5 separate regions of the Mus musculus genome follow, and all the other regions are linked to region 4. A link is a contact called in public HiChIP or PLAC-seq, Micro-C and promoter capture Hi-C data. All regions are on one chromosome and are shown on one strand. Each heading gives the region's core, a stretch centred on a gene start, on an enhancer-like site or on the middle of the called end of the contact. The rest is flanking DNA. Distances are from core to core; before and after follow the strand shown.

What was found. Hi-C and Micro-C count contacts between places; a contact is called where the count stands out from the background. HiChIP or PLAC-seq counts read pairs in DNA pulled down with a chosen protein or histone mark. Capture Hi-C pulls out chosen DNA fragments and counts their contacts.
Region 1: a contact with region 4 is called in an H3K27ac HiChIP or PLAC-seq map of epiblast stem cells, with 3 times the contacts expected there. The contact joins the enhancer-like site here to the promoter of Ahctf1 in region 4. A contact is called at or near these places in 14 of 39 promoter capture datasets (the 3T3-L1 cell line, 3T3-L1-derived adipocytes, the C10 cell line and 9 more), 1 of 15 datasets of contacts at CTCF or cohesin (the NIH/3T3 cell line), 20 of 115 datasets of contacts at active chromatin or transcription factors (the 230-238 cell line, the SCID.adh cell line, bone marrow-derived dendritic cells and 14 more) and 3 of 9 other capture datasets (adipose tissue, liver and pancreatic islet).
Region 2: a promoter capture Hi-C map of liver shows a contact between it and region 4. The contact joins the promoter of Smyd3 here to the promoter of Ahctf1 in region 4. A contact is called at or near these places in 2 of 39 promoter capture datasets (liver and pre-B cells), 8 of 484 Hi-C or Micro-C datasets (B cells, CD4 T cells, CD8 T cells and 4 more), 14 of 115 datasets of contacts at active chromatin or transcription factors (the 230-238 cell line, the SCID.adh cell line, bone marrow-derived macrophages and 6 more) and 3 of 9 other capture datasets (adipose tissue, liver and pancreatic islet).
Region 3: a contact with region 4 is called in an H3K27ac HiChIP or PLAC-seq map of extraembryonic endoderm stem cells, with 2.9 times the contacts expected there. The contact joins the enhancer-like site here to the promoter of Ahctf1 in region 4. A contact is called at or near these places in 18 of 39 promoter capture datasets (the 3T3-L1 cell line, 3T3-L1-derived adipocytes, the C10 cell line and 10 more), 2 of 484 Hi-C or Micro-C datasets (ECoMG myeloid progenitors and adipose-derived mesenchymal stem cells), 33 of 115 datasets of contacts at active chromatin or transcription factors (the SCID.adh cell line, astrocytes, bone marrow-derived dendritic cells and 18 more) and 3 of 9 other capture datasets (adipose tissue, embryonic stem cells and liver).
Region 5: a contact with region 4 is called in a Micro-C map of muscle stem cells, with 8 times the contacts expected there. The contact joins the promoter of Coq8a here to the promoter of Ahctf1 in region 4. A contact is called at or near these places in 17 of 39 promoter capture datasets (the 3T3-L1 cell line, the C10 cell line, the HPC-7 cell line and 11 more), 2 of 484 Hi-C or Micro-C datasets (embryonic stem cells and muscle stem cells), 27 of 115 datasets of contacts at active chromatin or transcription factors (the 230-238 cell line, CD8 T cells, DN3 thymocytes and 19 more) and 3 of 9 other capture datasets (adipose tissue, embryonic stem cells and pancreatic islet).

What each region holds. Positions count from the first base shown.
Region 1 is chr1:180,136,414-180,140,900 of GRCm38.p6, reverse strand. It overlaps Cdc42bpa (CDC42 binding protein kinase alpha), which reads right to left. Exons shown (of 37, transcript NM_001359541.1): 23 at 4,144-4,249; 24 at 3,035-3,171; 25 at 2,330-2,469; 26 at 1,097-1,178. Among named protein-coding and RNA genes, the nearest start is that of Gm38331, 9.7 kb to the left of the region's middle. Within about 2 kb of position 1,575, at least 33 of the 459 cell types and tissues checked have an H3K27ac peak or open chromatin away from gene starts, as enhancers often do. A contact at or near this core is called in epiblast stem cells, pancreatic cancer cells and second pharyngeal arch cranial neural crest, where this site is marked.
Region 2 is chr1:179,516,480-179,521,412 of GRCm38.p6, reverse strand. Smyd3 (SET and MYND domain containing 3) reads left to right here and starts at 3,372. Exons shown (of 12, transcript NM_027188.4): 1 at 3,372-3,625. The coding sequence starts at 3,462. It also overlaps the pseudogene Gm5561.
Region 3 is chr1:180,223,936-180,228,917 of GRCm38.p6, reverse strand. It overlaps Psen2 (presenilin 2), which reads left to right. Exons shown (of 11, transcript NM_001128605.1): 10 at 1-75; 11 at 1,190-1,914. The coding sequence ends at 1,345. Among named protein-coding and RNA genes, the nearest start is that of Gm37336, 4.0 kb to the right of the region's middle. Within about 2 kb of position 2,882, at least 272 of the 459 cell types and tissues checked have an H3K27ac peak or open chromatin away from gene starts, as enhancers often do. A contact at or near this core is called in ECoMG myeloid progenitors, the SCID.adh cell line, adipose tissue and 14 more, where this site is marked.
Region 4 is chr1:179,800,934-179,805,609 of GRCm38.p6, reverse strand. It overlaps Ahctf1 (AT hook containing transcription factor 1), which reads left to right and starts at 1,595. Exons shown (of 36, transcript NM_026375.2): 1 at 1,595-2,257.
Region 5 is chr1:180,193,062-180,198,183 of GRCm38.p6, reverse strand. Coq8a (coenzyme Q8A) reads left to right here and starts at 2,164. Exons shown (of 15, transcript NM_023341.3): 1 at 2,164-2,311.

The DNA of each region.
Region 1 (4,487 bases), core at 326-2,825, 340 kb before region 4:
CTGAAGCACTGCATCAGACTGTTCCCAAAGTCTTAGTGCTTCCTGACAACCTTTTATATTCTCATTAAAGAAGACAAGAGCACTAGAAACAGTATGCAAATAAAGTTTACAAATCAATCAGAGCACTTTTAAGCTATTATTTATTATGTATATAATATACACGCTACATAAATGTATAGACACCCTTTACATACTTACATATGCTTTAAACATCAGTGACAATACAATTCTACTGCAAATTAGTTACAGGTAAGTGAACCTTTATAGGCTCCCTAGATAGCTAGGGGAGAATAAACAGCTGCTGGCCTGGAAAGTGAGAGACTAGGTTTAATCTCTGACCTTCCTTGGATGTAAGATTCATACACAACAGAGACAGACGAGCACTATTCACATTTTGGAATATTTGTTATAAAGAAGTAGACAACTGAATCACAATTTTTACAATGAGAGTTTTATAGAGAGCAACTTTTTTTTTTTAATTTGAAGAACTGCATGAGATAATATTTATTTAGAGGTTAACTGGGACTCAAAAACATTATAGAACATGAAGAATACTTTAGAAACACTGATGTATTCTACAAGTCTTAGCACAATTTTGCATCCATGGATGGTACGGATACATAAATGAGTACTAGGTCTAGGTGTTGTTCCAGTAACTTTATGATTTATACAGAGTAGCAAAATATATTCATTAAAAACAAGTAATTAGGTGCTGGAGAGTTGGCTCAGTGGATAAAGCACATGCTACACAAACCTGAGGGTCAGAGTTTGGATCCCCAGAACCCAGGTAAGAGCTAGGTGGGTTTGTCTGTTGCCCCAGAGCTCCAGAGGTAGAGCCAGGAATGGCTGGGGCAAACTGGCGAGCTAAACTAGCTACAGCTGCTAGCAGCAGGTTCAGTGAGACTCCATCTCAGTAAACAATGTGGAGAGCAGTCAAGGAAGATAGCTGATGTCACCGTCTACCCTTCACATGCATGTGCACACAAACATGTGTGCACACAAACAAATGTGCACAAACCCAAAGCCTGTATGTGCTCAGTCATCCACAGACTTACCCTGAATATACAGGGGATATCTTTTCGACTCATAGACTTACCCTGAATATACAGGGGATATCTTTTCGACTTGCGTGAATAACATCAGAAGCTAAGACTGAACTCACAGAAAATTCTTCATCTCTGAAATAAAAGTTAAACATTTAAGGTTGTTACATGTTGCTGTGTGTGTATGGTTTTGCTTATATACCCAAATAACATATACAAAGCAATCCTCAAAGCTTAACTGTATAAACACCCAAGCTCAATTTAAAGCAAAACAACAACAACAAAAAAACAAAGTACAAGACTCCCCTACATAATGACTAACAGTACTCAAGGTAATTCATCAGGAGTGACCTGGCAGTGGTGCATTACACCAGACATAACAGTGACCCACAAAGGTACACAAGACCAGGAAGCACACAGCCAGAAGCAGCTTTTGTTAGCCTCCAGAATTCCTAATGACTCTCCTGCCTGCCATAATGAGTCTCATGTGTGCTGTGTCTGCTCCCCTGACTGTGAGGAGTGGCTTACTCCTTGCTCCTGCGATGAGTCATGAGTCCCCTACTCCCTCTGCCTTTAAGTCTTGACTCCGTCTTGCATTCCTTGTAACAGACAGTCTTGCTGTTGTCCAGGCTATCCGTGACCATGTGGGCTGAGGAATGGCCCTTTGCTAGCGCTAGCTCCTCACTTTTCAGGTCTGCCACATCGCCCTTGCTGATATTCCCTGTGTATTTCACTGTGCTTCAGATACTAGGCATAGGGGGAATGTGCATTTTTAGCAATGGCTGTGCCTGAATAGGAGACAAGTGGGACCCACCATTCAGAAGCAATGCCTGAAGCTGTGGGAGAAAATAACCACCCCCAGGACAATGCCCGAGGTTCTAGGAAAGGAGGGAGGTGTTGAGGGCACACGAAGAGTCTGGACAGTGGTGCTAGGGAGACAGACTCTCAGGTGTTGGCTGCTTTAGTGCGTTGTCCAGGGGCCGTGGGAGAGTTACCCCTTCACTTACACTCAGTCACTTTGCAGTTTCAGACGATGACTTGAACAGCGCATAATTAGGACTCTTTTACTACATAACTGGTCTTTTAGATGTCAACTTTGACTCCACATACTCAAGACACAAACCAACTTGCCCTAGAACCACCCTTAACTTTCTAGTATGTAGCTGTAGGGCTAAACCTGAAAACTGACACAAAATTATTTTACCAAAACATAGTAACCTAGAAGAAAGACCATAAACCTTGATCTACGCTGCTGTGACAGATCTGTCTTTATTCCTCGCCCTTACCTCATGTCAATCACTTGACTAATGACGGAGGTGGGCTGCGATGCTTTTCCCTCTGCGATATCATAAAGAAACAGTTTGAAGTCGCAGACCACAGCCAGTGCTCTCTGCCACCCTTTCTTCACTCCCGCCGGCTTAGGGATCTTGGTTCAGTTTCAGTCAGACAAACAAACAGACAAAACTCAAATGAGAATTATGGTGAGCTGCAGGTGGCACCTGAAGTCTGTGCGCGCCCGCCTATCCTGGGCCTGCTCTCTCGCTGCTAAGACTGCAAGAGTGACAAGGGGCCAACAGTGAGGGGAAAGTGGGAACACTGTAGTTCCCAGCAGCTTCTGAGGGCTCTGAACTGACAACTCACTAAATGCAGGTCACTCATGGCTTTTAGAGAAAAGCGTAACAAGCAGACATGGTTATAAGATGAACCTGACACTCAGGTCACACTGTGCGTGTTACTCTGGCTAGCAAACCAACATCGTCATAGTTCCTAACTTAACCCTCCCTCTTAGGTAAGACCAGAGCCCCAAGACTCCTTTATGATGACTGCAACATTTGCAAATCTCGAGATACAGAAAGACAGAACAGTTTGTGATATTCTAGAGTTCATTTGCATGTAATCATGACTCTAGTTAAAATATTATTTAAATGAGTTCGAGTAATTAACTTTTCTCTTAAGCACTATGTTTATTAAGTGACAAACAAGGTACTTACCCTGACATGACCCTCATACGCCGTCCCAACTCCCTTCTGGGGGTCTATGCCCAGTGGACCTTTAGTTTGCTCAGGAGGAACTGGGCAAACCGTCGGGGCTTTGTTCACACAAGTTATATGACATGAGAACCCACAGACTTTTGGAGGAAAAAAAAAAAGGAGACAATTTAGATAAAATTTCATTTTAACAACAAAAAAATTCACTGGCACTAATTGCACGCGTGGTGCTATGTTAGACAAAGGCTTTTTTTCTATTTTATTTTAAATAACCACTTTTTACTAGGGGAAACAAATCCAGTTGCTTGCCGTTCAGAAGTTCATGAGAGGTAGTAAATATTTTTATTATTTATATTATTATTCTCTTTAATACTAGTGATCAAAGTGAGAACCAAATAGATAAAAACCCAACAACCCCAACCTGGTGAGTACCACGGCTGACTTATGCACAGCCCTACAGAAGAGCTCTCTGGAGGGTTTCTAGCTCTTTAATCCTACGGCAACTTGTCATCAGCCCTGAAATCCCCTTCCAGGAGTTAATAACAGACATTTAGCTACTCAATGCTCTCTCAGCATGTGGTATGCATGCATGTATGTATATGTGTTTGCATGTTCACAGTATGTGATGATATGGAATCCAAGGTTGATGTCAGGCATCTTCTTCCATCTTCCACTCCCCACTTGATTTTGAGGTCCAGTCTCTCATCAAACCTGGAGCTCAACAGTTCAACTGGTCCAGCATGCCAGTACCCTTAAGGGTCTCCTACCTGTACCTCCTGAGGCCTGGGATCACAGCCGGGCCACAGTCCTTTACATGTGTGCTGGAGACCCTGACTCTGGCCCTTCTGCTTCAGTGGTTAGCACTCATTCACTTCGCCATCCCCCCAGCCCTGTAAATGGCAGCATTCTACCAATCGTCTGAAACCATGTGTTTCAGTGGCTATAAAGGTACATACAGAAGGGCGGGAGCATGTGGAGTTGTGGTCTACATGCTTTCACTATGGGTCGGATAAGAGTTAACTCCACTGAGCATGGTCTGCTTAGAGCCCATGTGCCCTGTTAGCAACAGTACTGTCATAAACAAGAGCTTTCTTTTCCTGGCTGCTTCTTACCTTCACAGGAACAGCCCTGTCTTATCAAACCGACCATCAAGGAGGTGCACTGGTGACACTTGGTAGGGGCAGTGAAAGACTTCACGAAAAATTGATGAGTCTTGCGCTGCAAAATACATGACAGGAGAGTCAGTCCTTCCGCCTCCCACTGTGCACCCATGTGGAGCTGCGGCTCCTCACGCACCAGAGACAAACTTCACGGGTGCTGCATGGATGTGTGCTTTCAGCCTCAAGGTTACTTTATGAGTTTTTCTTGACTATAACTTTGTGTGTTTCTGATTGCATGTGATGTGTCAGGGACCCTTATCATCACACACGTTGGCTCTTTTCTGCCGGTCTTTGCT
Region 2 (4,933 bases), core at 2,123-4,622, 290 kb after region 4:
ACACACAAAGTCCCGGCTCTATTTCCAGCACCAAGCACAACACAATGAAACAATGCAAGTTGTGACAAAACAGTGGGTACACACTTAAGTGAGACGGGGAAAGGCTGGTGAGATAGTTTAGGGGGTGAAAGGCTTGCTCTGCAAGTCACATAAAAGTGGAGAGGGATTGGAGAGATGGCTCGCGGTTAAGAGCACTGACTGCTCTTCTGAAGGTCCTGAATTCAAATCCCAGCAACCACATGATGGCTCACAACCATCCATAATGACATCTGATGCCTTCTTCTGGGGTGTCTGAAAACAGCTACAGTGTACTTACATATAATAAATAAATAAATCTTTAAAAAAAAGGTGGAGAGAGAACCTTTCCACAGCACTGTCTTCTAACGTCTACGCCCACAGGGAGGCACACATTCACTCACACTCATGGACATGTATCACAGACACACACTAACTCAATAAACTCAATAGTAAAGTTAATAATTACTCTTATAAGAATATTTCTGGTTTTCTCTTCCGGTCTCAGGTGCTGCGGGAGCCGCGGGATACCGTGCAGACATGGCCAAGTCCAAGAACCACACCACACACAACCAGTCCCGCAAATGGCACAGAAATGGCATCAAGGAACCCCGGTCGCAAAGATACGAATCTCTTAAGGGGGTTGACCCCAAGTTCCTGAGAAACATGCGTTTTGCCAAGAAGCACAACAAGAAAGGCCTGAAGAAGATGCAGGCCAACAATGCAAAGGCAGTGAGTGCGCGCGCAGAGGCCATCAAGGTCCTGGTGAAGCTTCAGGCCATCAAGCCCAAGATGCCAAAAGGCCCCAAACTCAAGCGGCTGGCTTTCATCGCTCACCCTAAGCTTGGGAAGCGGATTCGAAGCTACATGGCCAAGGGTCAGAGGCTCTGCCAACCGAAGCCTAAGGTCCAAACCAAGGCAGGGGCCAAAGCGCCAGCTAAGGCCCAGGCTTCAGCTCCAGCCCAGGCTCCCAAAGGTGCTCAGGCCCCCAAAGGTGCCCAGGCCCCTGTGAAGGCCCCATAGAAAAGGCTCCTGCCAGTGTGAAGACAGACGGACTGCTGTGACACACCTCCCCACACACTATTTGCAGATGACCAGTGTCCTATGCTGTTCTTACAAATAAACTCAGGCAAGATCTGTTAAAAAAAAAAAAGAATATTTCTGGGTGTGATGGCACATGCCTTTGATGGAGGCAGGTGCAGGGGCAGGGGCAGGGGCAGGAAGTGGAAACTTAAGGGTTCTTTTGAAAGTCAGTTGTGTTGGATGGTGTTTTGCTGGCAGAAACCTGTGAAGGAGTGTTTTCCTGAAGTGGACACAGATGAAAGGCTAAGGTAGACTCCTGAAGGAACGCTTTGCTGACGTCAGTCTGGGTCCCTCCTACTGACTCTTGAGTAGGCTGAGGCCTGACTGCCTCTACTAGATAGTGCCATTGCTGCTGATTCATATTTACCGTCCTGACTCTACCTAACTAGACTACTAATATATCCATAAAGTGCTTATGATTGAGCTGTCGATACTGATGCCTATAAACTAACCTACTGATTTCCTGACAACATAAATAAGATTTACTAAAAAAAGAAAAAAAAATCTAAACTGGCTCACTTCCGCTGTATCCTTTCTTTCCCATTACCTCAAGTAGGTGGTGGGCTTCAAGAGAGGTTAAAACATTTTAAAAACATCATTAAATATAGACTTTAAAAAAAAATTACAGGCAGTAGTGACGCACGCCTTTAATCCCAGCACTCGGGAGGCTGAGGCAGGTGGATTTCTGAGTTCAAGGCCAGCCTAGTCTACAAAGTGAGTTCCAGGACAGCCAGGGCTACACAGAGAAACCCTGTCTCGAAAAAAAAAAAAAAAAAAAACAAAACAAAACAAAAAAAAATTAAAGTTACAGGAAGGGGCAGGGGCAGAGGCAGAGAGGCAGGGGTGGGGCAAGGGGCAGGATTAGGGACAGGGTTGGTGGGTGGGGCAGAGAGGTAGAGGCAGGCAGATCTCCGAATTCCAAGCCAGCCTGCTTTACACAGAGATTTTTCAGGTCAGCCAGGGCGAAATTGTGAGGCATGGTCACAAACCAACAAAATATTTGGATTGAAGTAAGAAATCACTCATAGAAAAAGATGTTTTAAGCAGGATTTCTCTGTTACTGAGGCTAGTCTTCCACTTGTGTGTTTGCTGGGGTTCCCAGAAGGCACACAGACGTGTATACAGGAAAGGCAGAGGCAGGATGTCTATGAGTTCAAGGCCAGCCTGATCTACACAGAGAGTTCCAGGACAGCCAGAGATACACAATAGACGCTGTCTTTAAAAAGCTTTGTGTGGTCTGATATAGGTCTCATATAGCTGAGTCTGAGCATCAGAACTGGTTGATCATGCTGACCCTCCTAGGCAGTCTTGTGCCTACTCCTTTGCTTGTTCATTGTATACCCATAATCCTTTGCTTGTATATCCATAATCCAAGAACTCAGGAGGAAGAGAATAAAGGGTTTCTGAGTTCAAGACCTGACTGCAACATTATTTCAAAGGGTTCAACAAACATAACTCTAAAACGGTTTATAAAAAAATATAGGCATATAGATAGATATACAGAAGGTGTGATCCAAAACTGCAGATGCTGGGCTGGAGAGATGGCTCAGTGGTTAAGAGCACTGACTGCTCTTCTGAAGGTCCTGAGTTCAAATCCCAGAAACCACATGATTGCTCACCACAGATCTGTAATGAGATCTGATGCCCTTTCTGGTGAGTCTGAAGACAGCTATAGTGCACTTACATATAACAGTAAATAAATCTTAAAAAAAAACCCTGCAGATGTTAAGAATTTTTCGATCTAGATGCTGAATATACAGATAACCACTGCCCTTTTTTTTTTTTTTTTTTTTTTTTTGATACAGGGCTTCTCTGTTGTATAGCCTTGGCTGTCCTGAAACTCACTCTATAAACCACGCTGGCTTTAAACTCAGAGGTCTTCCTGCCTCTGCCTCCCCAGTGCAGAGGTTAAAGGTGTGTGCCACCACTCATGGGCTCTTACCATTTTTTTTTTCACTATGCATTAAAATTTGCATAATAAGCTGGGCGTGGTGGAGCACACCTTGAATTCCAGAACTGAGGAGGCTGAGGCGGGCAGAATCCTGTGAGTTCGAGGTCTAAATAGAGAGGTTCCTTGGTCTATCAAGAGAGCTCCAGATCAGTCTTTGCTACACATAGTGAGACTCCGTCTCAAAAAGAAAAAGAAAAAGAAAAAGAAAAAAAAAAGCGCGGAATAAAATACAGGAGGAAATACACCACCCCATCCCGAGCTGTAGTAGGTCCTCCTGCGCATGCTCACAGGACCTGCGCGCTCGTCTCCGCCCCCTGGTGTACGCAAGCGCAGGACGCAGGCGCGCAGTCAGAAAACACGAGACTCAAGCTGAGGGACGCAGTTCGGATCTGAGGTGTGGATCTGAGGAAGGATGGAGGCACTGAAGGTGGAAAAGTTCACGACTGCCAACCGGGGAAACGGGCTGCGTGCTGTGGCTCCACTGCGCCCCGGGGAGCTGCTCTTCCGCTCCGACCCCTTGGCTTACACTGTGTGCAAGGGGAGTCGTGGCGTAGTCTGTGATCGCTGCCTACTGGGGTACGTACGGAACCTGAGCCCGGGGCGCGTGGCTCTGCGGGTGGGGGTGGGCCTCGAGGGCACAGCTCTGTGGGGTGTCTGCAGCACCCTAGGCTGCGGTGGGAATTGGGGGAGGCAGTGGTGCAGATGAAGGGGAAGCGTCGGGCAGATAATTTTGCTGGGGAACAAAAATATTCAAAGCCTGTGCAACGAGCTTCATTGGTTGTGGAAATCAGAAGTGGCAGGGGGGTGTGAGTCTGGGAAGGAGTAGGGGTGTGTACGTCAGGATCAGAACTGAGGCCCCACCTGACCTGTCTTGCGGGAGGAGCGAGAAGCCTGGTGTTTATGTTGTACTTTGCTGGTCTGGATTTTACGTGGCTTGGGTTTAGGAAGATGAATGAGACATCCCTAAGGACTGGAGCAAATGAGAATTAACCGTGTAACAAAAGAGCAAAATAAGAGATGCAAACAGTCTACTCTAGGAGCGTAGGACTCGCGGTGTGCTTTGCCCTCTAGAGATTGTGCGGACAAATGTAACTCACCACCTCTGTGTAGATGCAACAGTTTATGTGACAGTGTTTCGAAGTCTGGAAGCACGGTGTCAGCGGAGGGTGCTTTACTGTTTATAGAGTTGTGTAACATATACACTTCCGTCCGCACACATCGGGTTCCCACCATGCACTGGGATAAGGACTCTGAGGTAGGTAGGTTCCAGACCCATCCCTCTGTGTTTGGGGTGGGTAGAGGTGGGGAGTCTAGCTTTACTATACATTCCAGGATACTCCCCTCGCTCCCCTCTCCTCCCTCCTCAGTCCCCGCCCCCTCAGACAGGGTTTCTCTGTAGCTGCTCTGTAGACTAGGCTGGCCTTCTCTGCGTCCCAAAGTCTTGCTGTTACCAACGCCCGGCTTCCACAATATTCTTGTTTAGTTTATAACTGAAGACTTCGCTTTGCATTTTAAAGTTAGCAAATAATAATGTTATCTGTTATCTTCTCAAGTGGTGATCGAAATGACATGCACACACCTGCACGCGATTTGTTGCTGAAAGAGCAGCGGGAAGTTTGTGGGGTTAAAGCAATTCACTCCCTTCACAACTCGGCCTCGAATGCCACGAACCCCCTTCTCACAGACTAATTGGAGAAAGCAGGACTCTTCCTTCATTGTGTTACATACTTTGTAGGCTATTTAGAGTGTAGATGTACCTCACCCCATGGCAGAGAGCTTACTGCTTAAGTCCTAAAGCATTAAGTGGTAAAGATGATGTAAGCCTCCTTGCAGACATAGTTTGAAGGCTGTGTTGCTCAGTGGGTAGAGCAGGTGCATTTAATC
Region 3 (4,982 bases), core at 1,633-4,132, 420 kb before region 4:
CTGGTGGGCAAGGCTGCAGCCACTGGCAACGGAGACTGGAACACTACGCTGGCCTGTTTTATCGCCATCCTCATTGTGAGTGGGCTGTGTGGTGGGTGTGGGCACTCGTGGGTCATTTATTGTTGCTGTCTCCCCTCTTAGGGCAAAGGCATCGAGGGGAGGGGTGTCCAAGGTGTGCTCCCTCCTGAGAGAGAGCACCCGGGATGGAGTGGGAGGCTTGGATCTCACTCACCATATGTATCTTATGCCAGGACCTGGATGAGAGCTTTAGGCCCTTGTCCCTTGGTTCCTCCGATCGTGGATTGTCTGAGATTTATGGGTGATGAAATAGCCAAAGGCTTTTACCCATGGAAGCAGGGAGGAGCGGAAAGGTCTCCCCTCCCATTCCACAGCTGCATATTCTCAGTGCCATCAGGACCCCAAGGGATGCTGAAACCTGGGTCTTCCAACCCCAGCAGTAGTCTGGAGGCTCTGATGGTTGGCACTCAAGCTGGGAGACATACCCTGCAATGTCATCTTAGAGGATGCTTCTTTTAGATGTCAGAAGAGTCCCTGAGAAGGCTGCAGCACCTTGTGCTGCCCTTAGGTGGGAGCCTGGTGCTTTGTCCAGTGACCAGAAGAGCTTGTCTCTGTCCACATGTGTGTCAGGGATGGGATAACAGACCTGGGGTTCCTCCCCTTCCATGCTGTCTGACTTGGGACCCGTTGTTCCAAGGGCAGGGCAGGCACTTTGGTGATTTGCCCTCACCCTAGACACCAAGGGTAGAGGTAGAAACGGCCACCACCATGCTTGCTTCCAAAGGGACGGCTTACACAACACCTATGATTTCATTGGTGACTGCTGCTGAGAATCTCAGAGGGTTTCATTTCAGCTCATCTGGGTCTCTTGTAAATGCAAACAAAATAAAACAACAAAACTCCAGTCCCTGGAGAGAGGCTCCCACCATCTATTTGCCCACTGTCCCTAGATGGGGAAGCCCTATGGCCTGTCCAGGGCTCTGTCCACCTAGTAACCAATATGCAGGTGTCCTGACTGGGGTGGGGGGGAGCCCTGCCCCGTGCATCTTGAGGGGCAATTGCATATCTCTAAGAGACAGCACATGTCTGTGGCCGTTCGGGCTAGTCTCAGGATTACACCACCCACAAGGTCATGTCACCGAGTTCCCTCACCTTGATGTCCTTCCTGCAGGGCTTGTGTCTCACCCTCCTGCTGCTTGCTGTGTTCAAGAAGGCTCTGCCCGCCCTCCCCATCTCCATCACCTTTGGACTCATCTTCTACTTCTCCACAGACAACCTGGTGCGCCCTTTCATGGACACTCTGGCCTCCCACCAGCTCTACATCTGACAGGAGCCAGGCGGAGGCTCCGAGAGCTATGGGGGCGTCACTGGATGCAGGTGTATAGTTTTACACTCTAGTGCCATATATTTTTTAAAGAAATTTTCTTTCCTTACAAAAGAAGAAGAAGAAAAAAAAAAAAAGAATAAAAACGTGTCGTGTTTACTTCGTGATGAGGAAGCAGAAGCCACCCTTCGGTGCTACCTGTCTTGTCACCAGACTGCAGCTTGCCTGTCGGAGCATCTGTGGCGCCGGTGGGATGCTTGGATGCTCAGCAAGCAAGCGTCTCTTCAGGGATGAGGTCGTGTGTGGAGCAGGTTGGGGAGGATGCAGGCCCCTGTCCACGTCTGTAAGTCTCCAGGGATGATCAGAAGGAACAGGTGCATTGTGGGAACCAGGAGGCGCCATCACCCTGACCAGAGGTGGAAAGCCCGTGTGCAGTCATGAATGTCCCCAGTGCTGTGTTTGTGATGTCTGTTACTTTAGAACCTTAGAAGCCAAGTCCTGTTCTTATTTCTGCAGTGACTGCTGGGAAGTGGCTTAATAATGATACCAATAAACAGATGCTCCTGCTGGAATGCTGGTGTTTGGCCCCTTTGTTCTCCGCTGTGTAGTGAGAGGGGCTAGGGGCGGGGCTTAACCCATTGTCTTAGGGTTTCTGTTCCTGCACAAATATCTTGACCTGACCAAGCTTAACTGCCTGGCCTCTCTGCACTGGGTTCTTTAACTAAAAAGTTCCATAACAGGGCATTGGGAGGTATTGGGACAAAACCTGCTGGAACCACATAGATCCCTGGCTATGGCTTTGGTAGGTTGTATGTGGGGTCAGAAATACTGCAAGGAAGTTGCTAAAAAGCTGAGTGGTTGCTTTGACAGATGTCCGTCCTTAGTAGAAGCCAGAAAGCCAAAGGGCTAGGGGGCCACCTGGGTTCAGAGTTGCTTCCGGTTCCTGCCTGCGATGAAAGGCAGGCAAGCTTCTCTCTGCCTCAGCCTGGCACAGGTTGCTGAGTCTCTGAAGTGCCTCTGGGTGGGGACGTGAGACCACAGAAGCTACTGCCCTGCTGGGGCTGCAGAGAAAACCCAGGTGTGTGTGCTAGCCCCAACCCTGTGCTCCAAAAGTAACTGCTGGGTACTGAGCAAGGGTGGCGCTTCTTCCCCCGTAGCACTACCTGAGACACAGCAGAGACCCAAGAAGACCAGCAGGGCAGGGACACATGCTGCTGATATCAGACACCATGTTGGAAGTTGGTAACTGATACAGAGCAGAGCCTGGGAGACCAGAGAGCAGCTGAGGATGCCGGGATAATTCCTCGCCATTAAAGCACCGGTGGCGGCGGCGGAGAAAACAGAAAAGCCCATTACAACTGTCAATTATGGAAATGTTTATCTTCCACAGAGTAGTTCTAGGGTGAAGGTTGGGTAAATGTTTTGATCTTAGCAGCTCGAGGAGATGTTTATGAAAAGGCTAGCCAGGATAGAGGCCACACTCAGCGCCGAAAGTGGAAATAGAGGTGTGCCCCGCCCCACCGTGTAAACGAGCTGACGCGGGGGCGGGGCGTGGGGAGCAAGGTGAGCCGTGGTTGGTCCCTGAAGGACCCGCGGTTCCTGGCTAAGACAGTGTTAGGACTGGGAAAACACAAGTCTCTGAGGGAAGTGAAGTGGAAGTGTCACGAGGAAGAAAAGAAAGATCCTAGAGTAGATTCGACCTGAACTCTTCACAGCAGAAGGACCCAGCACACGAGTGGAAAAGACAAAACAAGAGCAACAACAACCCAAAACAAAACAAAACAACATCAAAACCCAGTAAACCAAAAACCAAAAACCCCAGGAGTTCAAGAGAGATCCAAACGTCCTGGAAAGGACACTGAGCAGATCTGCAAACCTCATCCCCGCCCTGTGGAGCCAGTCAGCTAATAACTTCCTTATTGGTCTCAGAAATAAGTGATTAAAAAAAAAAGATATCAATCCTATTGCCTTTGTACCCATTCTTAGGACAATCTGTTCCTTTAAAAAATTCTTTGATAATTTCATGTATAATATACCTTGATTATATTCTCCCCCGTTCTCTCCCCGCCCTCCCGACCCCCTTCCGAAAGGACCCTTCTTCTCACCAAGTCCTCTTCCTTTACTCTCGTGTCTTGTCTTGCTCTTTGTGTCCCATTACTGTTCAGGGCTACCTGCACAAGTGTGGGAGGGGTTATCTATCTGAGCAAGGACAAGTTACTGGTCGCTCCAGGACCAAGGGATGTGACTCGTCCCCCAGGGACTGTGAGCTGTCTGTAACTCCTCAGGGGAGGGTGGGCCACTGCAGAGCCCTCCCTCATCCATGATGACTGTTGATAGGCGTGAAGTCAATTTGTACTCCAGCTGGTTTTATTTTAGACGTTGGCATGGTTGTTTTTTTGTTGTTGTTGTTGTTGTTTTTTGCTTTATAGAAATGATATCATTCTGCAGTGTGTGTGTGTGTGTGTGTGTGTGTGTGTGTGTGTGTGTCATGGCACAAACCTGTAGTGACAGTTCTGAAATTTTGCTTTCTTTTAAAAATAGAGAATCACTGTATCGTTTTAATCCCAGGTGTAGGGTGTGGGGCTGCTTCCGACTGTCCACAGCAGCTGACTCTGAGGCTCCTCCTGCTCTTGCAGTTTCTACAATTGTGTGGTGTTTAGAATTCTGGGAACTTTTCAGAGGGTATTAATGCTAGGGCCCAGAGAGGCGGGGTTGGACTCAGGGGATTTGGATAGGGTTTGTTAGTAGTCGGGGAGCGGGGTTGGAGATGGATAAAAAAATGGGAAAAAGAAGACCCCCACAAAGTAGCAAAGAGCAGCTACACACATCTGGAAGCTGGAGGCAGTATGCAGGGGTCTGTTCCTCCCTTCCACTGGATCAGCCCCAGGGACTCAACGCAGATGGTCAGGCTTTGTGGCAAATGTCTTTACCGACTGTGTCACCTCACTGTCTCTTCCTGTGTTTTCTTGTCCATCTTGAAACCTGTCTGTAAACGTGGTGCAAACACCCTCCCCTCCCCGGGGTGGGGGTGCTTTGCTGTGCCAAATTAGTTTGAGACTGTGTGATGCTTCATGTATCTTTTGCCTTGGAATCTTATGAAATCTTTCTACACCGTCAAGGCTTTTCTAAAAGCTAATGTTTTTATTTTGACGATAAGATTTTTAATTCTTCTTTTAATTTAGGAGGGAGGTGACTGGGGTTTTCTGTTGTTTTCTCTCTCCAGTTGTCCAGTGTATTGTCGAACTCTCCTAACATATACCAAGTTTCCATAAGCAGTAGTGGACATCTGGATTCTCTGCTGTGTTGCATGACATTGGCTCTTCCAGGCCTGCAGGTGAATGGAGCCGCGGGGTGGGGGGAGAGAAGACCCAGTTCTGAGAGCGCCTGGCCCCAGGAGCTCGAGGCAGAGGGAGGTCAGTCTAGCACTGTACCCAGTCACCCCAAAAGAGGCAAAGCCTTTCAGTTGCACAGCATGGAACGTGTGGAAGCAACACACGTGCCCACCGTATGAGACCCGGAGACCCACACAGTGATAACATGACTCGAGGCTCCGTCCTCTCTCTCCTCTGTGTTCCCCACTCCTCCCCATGGGTGGGAGGATGTTCAGGCTGCAGGACCACTTTAAAAAAAAGTCAGGGGA
Region 4 (4,676 bases), core at 346-2,845:
GTGCATGCCTGTAACCCCAGCCCTGACTGTCATCCTCAGTTACACACTGAGTTTAAGGCCAATGGTGCACATGAGACAGTCTTCACACACCCCATTCACTACCAGCAAAACAGAACCAGACCACACAACACTTACTGCAAAATCTTGTCTAACTTCTTCCTCTCACAATTTAGAATAATACCTTGCGCAAACTAGCACACTTTTACATCTTGCAGTGAATAAAGAAAAAGTCACAAAGATAAACAGTTTATTTCTAAGAGGCAGCTTTATCTCAAAAATTGTGCAGAGAGAGAGAGTAGTAGAGACAGGCTTTCCTGATTAAAGCAGTCTACTAATGTCTTCTCCTTCTCTCTTCCCCCTTCTGTTTGTTTGTTTGTTTGTTTGTTTGTTTGTTTGTTTGAGATAGGGTTTCTCTATGTAGCCTTGGAACGACTATGGAGACCAGGCTGATCTTGAACGCACAGAGATCCTCCTGATTCTGCCTGTGCTCTTACAACTCAGTAATAAAGACACATTCTATTTCATTTGTTTGAAAATTCTTTGGTGCTGGGTCTAGCTTCAAAGAGAGATACTGATAGTCTACAGAAGAAAGCCCAAAGATGAGCTCCAAATGATAGTCTAGAAATGATACAGTCTAGAAATGATACAGTCTAGAAATGATACAGTCTAGGGATCTTGATTGGATCTGTTTTCACTGATAGTTAAAAGAATGAAAGGGTGGTTCAGGTCTTTAATCCCACGGCTCAGGAGACAGAGGCAAGAAGATCTCTGTGAGTTTGAGGCCAGCCCCATCTACTAAGAGAGTTCCAAGATAGCCAGGGCTGTTACACAGAGAAACCATGTCTAGAACAAACTGAAAGGAAAAAAAAAAAAAAAGAACTGTTAAGACTAGAAGAGTTAAAAGGCAAAGCACAACAAGCAGTAGCAGAATTAGCAGTTAAAAAGGCGTTTATTGCAGGCAGTAAACACACAGAGAAAAAGACCTTCTACAAAACAGAGAGGGGATTTGAGAAGCTGAAAAATCCAGTCTCTTCTTGAGGCCTGGGGGTTGTAAAACCTCTAAAACCTCCCTGACCTACTTTAGTGTTGGTCAGTTTGAAGGCAGAAAGGATGGATGGTTGATCGGTCCACTACAGTTGTGTAACGTGTTCTAATCAGGCTTTGAACTTATTGAACCAGTCCATCAGCAGGTGACCTGCAGGTAGATGATAAAAGCTTGCCAGGTTTTTGTCTCAAATCAGGAGGTTAAAAAAAGCTGGCCATCTTGGAAATTCGCCATGGCTCATGTCCCTGTTTGTCTACTAAGGGTCTGCCCAACTCCTCGTCTCTCAATACTAACAAATCGAAAAGAAAACATAGGTTTGGCATAATGGAACCTACAGCTTCGTGCATGCCAAGCACGAAGCTCTGCCAGCAGAATTACCCAGCGTCAGATATATGACAAAAGATTAGGCTAGGCGACCTGAACTCTCTGCTTTTTGAGAAAAAAAAAAAAATGAGAGTAAGAGTTTCTCAGTAAGTCTGGGTTTTGTGTGTGTGTGTGCGTTTCCTTGAAGAGTTGGAGCACAGAACGGAAAAAACGGAGGCAAGAGCAGCAGTCATAGACGGAAAGATTATCGCTTGGCTGCCAGCAGGAACCGCCACTAGATTAGGCCGGCCCTTGCTCCGCAAAGCCGGACACGCCCTACACTACGCCCAGCGCACAAAGCCCTATGGGACTTGTAGTCTTTCGCCTATCTGCTCCTAGGAGGCGGAGAGACCCTGCTGTACGTAAATGAATCTTTCTTCCCGGCGTCGTCTCGGTTTTCTCCCTTTGCGAAAGGCCTAGTAGGGAAAGTTTGAAAATTCCCGCGGAGTCGGCGCCAGAGGCCGGAACCCTCGCGAGAAGTCCGAGCCCCGCAGCGCGATCTGCGATCGGATCCCCGCCCTGGCCACGATCCTTCCCTGGGCGGAGAGGCTGTGTGTGTGGGGTTCGGGCAGTGCGCCCGGGGTAATGCGCAGAGCGCGGCCCGAGCGGTGCCAGCCCAGTAAGTCGAGTCGCCAGCGGGGAGGACGCGGCGCGGGCGGTGGGACGAGTTCGAAGCCGGGATTGGGCGAAGGAGCACCCGGGGCCTGAGGGGACCGGCGAGAGACTGAGCGAGAAGCGGCTTCCGCGGGCCCGGGGCGCGCGCCGGGCCGTGTCTCCCGGGAGATGCTGTGACGGACCGCACGGAAGCAGCGACGCCGGGGCCCTTGGCGGCCTGGCCCGCGGGCTCAGGTAGGGTGGGGAACCGCAGGCCCGCGCGCCGAGGGCGGGGCGGCCGGGGCGGCGAGGCCCGGGGCCTAGGCCGGGCGCACCGCCTCGCGGGGAAGCGGCGTCCGCGAGCCGCGACCGGTGCGGCTCGTTCCAGCGCTCGGGCGTTAGTTACATAACCCTGGCGGCGGGTGCCGGCACATGGCCGCAGAGTCGAGCCTCCGGGCTCGTCTCCCGCGCCCGCGGGCGGGATCTCCGCCCCCCGGGACGAGTCTGACTCGAGACCCCGGGCCGTCAGGGTGTAGCGGAGCGATGGAGACCTTTGTGGGGCGTTCCCCGCGGACAGCCGCGGGCGCTCCGAGTCTCTCCGGCGTTGGCGTGAGCTCCACATGGTCCTGTGCTTGGCTCGGGTGAGTCCTGGGCGGGGGAAAAAGTTTCACTCGCGAAGCGGGCCACAGGGCTGAGTGGATCTGGTCCAGGACATCTAAGAGAACCGTGTCCGGAGCTCATCTGCGAGCTGTAAGGCCCATGACTTTTGCCTTTGGTTGACTTTTTGGAGAGTCGACTCTGCTTTTTGAATTGATAGGTACACACATGGTCCTTTTGAGACAGGTGGTTTTTGTTGACTTTGTGGAACCTTTCTTTTTGGTACCGTGAAGAATCACATCCAGGTCCTCACACATGTCAGGCAAGCGCTCCACCACTTGAGTTGTGTCCCCAGCATGGGATCTTGTGATTTTTCGGTTCCTAAAGCAAACGGCAGCCATTCTTAGAGGTGTGTTGTTATAGGAAAGTGAGCGTTGTTATTTTTGTTTATTTTTGATGCCAGTGATCGAAGCTACCACCTCGAGCTTATTAAGCTCGAGCCCCGCCACTGAGATCTAACCAAGTCGCTGAGTTTGGGTGCTTTTTTTTTTAATAGACAGTTGGAGACATTTTTTAAAGAGCGTGGATTCTTTAGAAGAAAATATAATTTGGTTTTTGATATACTAAAGAATCTGTGGGCTTTAAGAACTGTCTTTAACTGTCAGCCTCCCAGAAGACAGACGTTGTTGGGTGAATTTACCTATTTCAAGCGGTGATGTTTGTGCTATGGGGAGACTACATTCCGTGATTTAGTTTGTAGTTTTAGTGGTTCTGAGGATGGCCTCGCACATGTTAGGCGCAGAACCTGCTTCTGAGAGGACCTGCTCTTTACTCTTGAGAGACACTTATCACTTTGTAGCCAGGGGATCCTTGAATTTTTCTCTGTCCTTGCCTCAGCCCAGGGAATAACCGGGATTACAGGTGGGAACCACATAGTAATTTAGTAGTAAAATGTTACCAGTTTGTAAGGCAACCTAATTATTTGTAAACATTTAAAGTTGGAGCACAGATCTCCACTTAACAAATAAAGCATAGATCCTAACTTTATTTTTTTTATTATTTTATTTTATTTTTGGCTTTTTTTTTTTTTTTTTTTTTTTTTGAGACAGGGTTTCTCTGTATAGCCCTGGCTGTCCTGGAACTCAGGCTGTCCTCGAACTGAGAGATCCGCCTGCCTGCCTCTTCCTCCCGAGTGCTGGGATTAAAAGCGTGCGCCACCACGCCAGGCTAAGATCCTAACTTTATAAATCCAAGAATGAAGTGTTCCTTCTCTAGGTTAGCTTAAAGGTCTCCGTAGCATGTCTATTCTAATCCAGCCTTATTGCACAGATTTTCTTCTTTAGCCACACAGAATAAGACAAGCCCTGGGCTCATAATATTCTTGAAAAGGTGTTTAATGTTGGGTGCTCATCTTTTGAGGCATGTCAGCTTAACGTTTTAAAATCCTCACATTTCAAATCCTGCCTCTAACTACCACATTATTTTTCAAGACAGCCTAGACTGTCCTGGAACTCACTCTGTAGACCAGGCTTGAGTAGATCTGCCTGCCTCTGCCAACGGGTGGCTGTGCACTTCCACAGCCCCTGCTCTTTTTTAATCTCAGTTTATTCTTAGGATTTCACAGTGTATATATCTCTATTGTAGCTTTCATTCCTGCATCTTATATTGCGATTATGAATACCTTCTTCTAGAATGTAATCTGGAGGTCAGAATGTAGATCTTCCCTGCCTATTGGGGTCTGTCTTTCCTAGTACACTGTTTTGAAAGCACAAGGAACGGTGGTGCATGCCTATAATCATAGTTGGTGGCAAATGGTGGTGGAAAGCCGGAGTTTAAGGCCAGGAGTTCAGAAATCCTGTCTGAATACCAGAATTCAACAAAAAGTAAAGCAGCGTGTGGTTGTTTGGATCACAAGTGAAAGACTGCCTACTTGGGACCAGATACTTATTTAATGGCTAGGTTTAGAATTTTGTTTTTAGTCAGTAGAATCTATTTACTTTGGGACTGTGCATTTTACTTCATAAACTGGTTTATGGTATTTTTTTTAAGTTTCTTAGCCTTATAAGTTTTGCTCTTC
Region 5 (5,122 bases), core at 915-3,414, 390 kb before region 4:
GATTGTGCAAGCAGGAAGTTTAGGTTAAGGTAGAGTTGTCAACCTTTTGGCTGAGTGTTGAAGGCAGGCCCCAACAAGCAACCAGTGGTATGAGGCAGGTAACTTGCTGGTTCCAGGCATTTAGGAAAATCTGTGTCCATCCTCTTACCTGATCAGTAAGCCAAGTAGATGTGTTAATAGTCACACACATAATACACACACACACACACACACACACACACACACCCCACAGACTTCCCATATTAGTTTTGAAAAGTTACTAAACAACAATTATAAGGGCTCCTGGGGAGAATCTGATTTCCAAAGATGCCATGTTGTGTTAAGATAGCCAGATTTTAACAGCAGTACAAGACACACAGAGCTACAGTAATAAACACAGAGGAAATAAAAAAAGATCCTGGGCTAACTATCTAGGCAAAACCCTTAGATCATCTATTTCAAAAACATTCAAAGAACTGATCGGAAGCATGTCTAAAAAATAAACCAAGACAAAAGTAGGAGAATGATGTGCCCCAAAATAGAGACACAAGGAAACAATAAGAATAATAAGATGTGTTGGGGTTGAAACCCACGGTGAGTGAAGTGACTAGTTTACCTGTGGAGCCGAGCAGGCTGGGGAAAGACCACCCCTGGAAATAAGTCCATGGACATTATCCCAGCTTGGAAAAGAAGGAAAATGAATAGAGCGTCAACCCCAGGGACTAACACCAAGGATAGGAGTACAGACAGTGGGAGTCTTGGAGAAATAAGCCTGGGCAGAGAGACTCAAGAAATAATGGCAGAGCCCATCTCAGTTTTGATCAGACTAGCAATCTGCATGCTTAAAGCCTGTATTTTAAACAGAAAAGCCTTAGCTTTCTATAATGCAGCAAAATACTCAAGATAACCAACTTAGAAATAGGAAAGATTTATTTAGGCCTTGGTCCATTGGGCTGTGACTTTGGGGTCTCTCATGAAGCAGCAAGTCATGGTAGGATGGTGTAGTGGGCAGAGCTGCTCACCTCATGGTAGCTGTTGGCTTCTCATGGGAGCAGAGAAGGCTCCCAGGTCCTAATATTCCCTATAAAGTCACAACCTCAGTGATGTGACTTTCTTTCATCAGGCCATACTTCCTAAATGTTTGACAGCCTCCCTATGCCTACTTCCCTTTGGGACCAAAGTGGTCTTTGAGGAAAAAATATTCAAGATCCGAACTATCGAAGCCTTATTAGATTGATTTTGTGGAGAAGGATGGAAAAAGAAGTGGAGACAGTAAGCATAGAGAATACTTTCAGAGTTTTTGTTTTGTTTTGTTTGAAACATGGTCCAAATCATATCAATCTGTCGAAAAACGGAAAATAAACCATGGGAGAAGCGAGCGATTGTCTTAGGTTCGTTAGAGGGAAGCTGGCCTAGCATTGCTGGGCGAAAGGGCTGAGCTGGCACGGAAGCATCTTGGAAAGGCCCCAAGGCTAGGTATTTTCTCCCATTTGGTACAAAGGTGGCATGGACCTGTCGCAACCCTATCTTTTCTGGGTCAGCAGTCCCTTAGGGATGTTGTGGGTCAATGTTGTGTGTGTTGAGTGCACTCCTCAGGGCTGTTTTTCACCTTGGAAAAGGATTGTTTTTTTATTGGCGCTCATAATAAGCAAGCACAATTAGTCTAAATACAGAGCTGAAGGGTATAGAACTTTGGTGTCAGCGCCATAACACTTCCCTAGGCCAAGTGCTTTTGGAGGAACCCAGGCAGAAGCCTCATCACATGGCAAAAAACCAAACCAAACCAAACCAAACCAAAAAACCAACCCGGGCCTAGTCTAGGTCCTGGGGCGGGGGCCTGGGGGGTTCCTCTGTGGTCCCATCAAAACTTCTGAGGTCTTCCCGGCCCGACCCCTAGGAAGCTGAGCTAGCGTCGGTACCCAGGCGACCCTCACGTGGCTGCCAGGTGAACGCTTGTCAATCTTCAGAACGCAGGCGCAGAACAACTGCAGGCTTTTTTCCCTGCCCGGGAGAAAAGACAGCTAACAGGCAGATTAGGGACCGCGGCCTTCAAGGGCGGCCTCTCATTGGTTGCTTTTATTCCACCCTCAGTCCCTATTGGCTGTGAGCTGCGCACGCGGTAAGCACGCTCCCACTGCGTCCTGTGGCATCGGGGCAGCTAACAAACAGCGGCTCAGCCAATGGGAGGGCTCGGAGGCGGGGCAAGCGGAGCGCGGCGTGCGCACCCGGGCTAGAAGGTAAACAGAAGCGGAGAGTGTGCGGAGCGCTCGCAGCGGGGCGAGCGCGCGGAGGCGTTGCGTTGCGGACGGAGGAGCTACCTTCCTGCAGCCCGGTAAGGCTGTCGCCTGCCGGCCCGCTGCTAACCTCAGCACCCCGGGGTCCCTTCTTATACTTTCAAGTGACAGTGCGGCCTGCGTACGGTGCAGCCCTTTCCCGACCCGGGTCTGGCTCAGCGAGCAGAGGGTTGCTTGTGGCCTCTGCGTCGTCCACGCACGTGGCTGCCTTTCTCCCAATAATGTTCTGAACTCTCAGACCCTCGAACTGTGTGCTCTGGCTGCAGTTTGTGTCAGAACTACAACTTCTAAGCCCGAGCCAGCTGTTGGGTTTCACGGCTGGGGTGAAGTCTGGGAAGAAGTCCCTTCCTTGTTCCTTTTTCTTCGTTTCTTTTTGGTCCGTCCTCTTGTTTTTCCCAGACACTGATGGCCACACTACCAGTTTTGACAGCTCCTGCACTCTCTTGCACAGAAGCTGTCACATAACTCAACCAAGCCACCTTCAGAGTGTGAGGGGACAGAGGGAGAACGCTGTAGGGGCGGGTCTGGGTTCTGGGACCCTTCATTGGCTAGGCAGCCTGAAGGGGCAGAGGCTGTGTGCAGACATCCAATCTGGGTTGGGCTTGCAGCACTGTAGAAAATTGATTTAGGCTCACTTGGACTTGGTGTCTGTGGAACGGGACTCTGGAGCTGGGGTGTGTCAGGCCAACCTTCTTGCCGGAGGATTTGGACTAGTGATCATGACAGACATCCAGTTGTGCTGTGGCTGGCGGCCATGCTGGCAGGGAGGTTGTTGGGAAACATTTGGAGTGAGGAAGGCACTTCTGAGAAGAGGCTAGAGGGGTTTGTTGGCTTACAAGAGCAGTGTCTGTACGACTCCGAGGGTAGCTTTGGATGCTATATTTAGCCTTGTGAATAATGAAGACAGCTGAATTGTGACCACTTGTGGACCAGGTGACACAAAGCAAAAGCGAGGCAGGCAATCTGTGCATTCTCTGAGCTAATGAACCACCTGAGACAGAACTTCCCAACTCCAGACTATTAACATGTTGGACCTAATCTTGTTTACTGTGCCTGCTTATCTTATGCAGGGTGTGTAGCTGAATCCCTGGCTTGTACTACTAGACAAATAGTGACACCCCCACGGCCACCCAATCCCACCAATTGTGACAACTGAAAATGTCCCCTGACATTGCAAAATACCCCCAAGAGCAAATTTGGTTGAGAACTATGCAGGCAGGACTCTAGACAGGGTCACCCCATGCTGCCAGGACCTCTGTGCAACTTGCCCACAAGTAGTTGGGAAGTTTAAGACAGTGTTACAGTCACTGCTGTAAACAAATGGTGGAAGGCATTCGGTGGGGGCTTTAAAGGTGAAACCCTGAGTGCACTGGGTGGTAGGGGTGAAACATTCTGAGGGAGACTTGGCGGCTGAAACCCTGGGCCTTTGTGCCTGATGAATGTGACTAAGTAGGCACAAATTATGAAGATGTGGAAAACTGGTAGTTTCTGCCCCTAGGAACATTGGGAGCCTTGGCGGGTTAGCACAGGGAACCACCATAGGATGGTTCTTCAACGGTGAGCAAACAAGTGGGCGCTAAATGCTGGCTAAGAGACTTTCTGAGGGCGCACTGTTCTTATCCACGCAGTTTGCTTAGCCATGTGCGTGTGTTGTAATGTGGAAGGAGAGCATGCCTGTGTCTGCAGGGAGTGTCTGGCTGCACACCACACGTATACATGCACACACATGCAGGTGTTTCCGTGCAGTGTCTGCACACACGCAGTTTGCAGAATGCATTTGTTGTTGATTAGCACCAGAAACCATGGTCCAGTTCTTCTTTTGTGTAGAGTGAGAGGCTTTGCTTTTGGGTCTACATTTTGCTTTCTGTGGAACCTAGAATTTAGTATTAAGTCCTAAAATGATGGCTGTTCGGAGAAGATGAAAGATGATGCACTGGAAAAGAAAAATATCCGAAGCCTTTGCAGTGAATTTGTATTTTTGTGGGAATGTGCCAGGATTCTGCAGCTGGGGAAGGAGGAGCATTCCAAGTAGGGGTTTTGGGGTGCCCTTTGTTACCCACAGAAAAAGACCTGGAAGGGAAGTCACTTCCTTCTTAAGAGAGGTTTATTATTGGGAGGCTCACAGCTTGGCAGGATAATTTTCCGTTAAGAGCCACGGACCCTGAGTCATTCTCTTTGCCAGTCGAAACCAGAGCCGTGTGCAAAATTAGACAGGAATATTATAAGTGTTGTTTTGGCTTGGCAACTGGGAATAGTTCTAACATTCCTGTTAACAGTCAAGAACTGGGGAGAGCCAGTGAGAAAGGAGGTAGTGGCGGGGGCGCTCAAAGATCCTGCTTCTTCTCTAGTTGGTTGTATGATGGGAATGGGCGTGAAGGGGTGGGAGGGGCAGCCTTTAAGGACAGGGTGACCTGAGTCACAGGTAGTAGAATCAGAGGGACCATAGAACTCAGCGTGTGGACTGAATATATACAGGTAGGATATGTGGGTCAGAGTTCTAGATGGTGAAGAAGTTGTGTAATGGTGTCAGTACTGGAAATAGAGGTCATAAGAGAAGGAACTAACTTGGGGGAAGGTGACGATGTTAGTATCAGACATAATGGGGCTGAGTGGCTTTGGAACTATTTTATTCTATCCTTTTTTATTAAGATAAAATTTGCATGCACTAAGTACACCCATATTCCACACAATTGAAAAAAAATCATTAACCACAAGCACAGTCAAAGTTAGAGTAGTTTCATCAGCCTTCAGAGTTCCCGTGTGTGCCTTGGGGCTGCCTGTAGGCCTGGGATGGGTGTGCAGTGCAGATGTGGGCCACTCGGATCAGAGAGTCTACCTGCCTTGAGCAT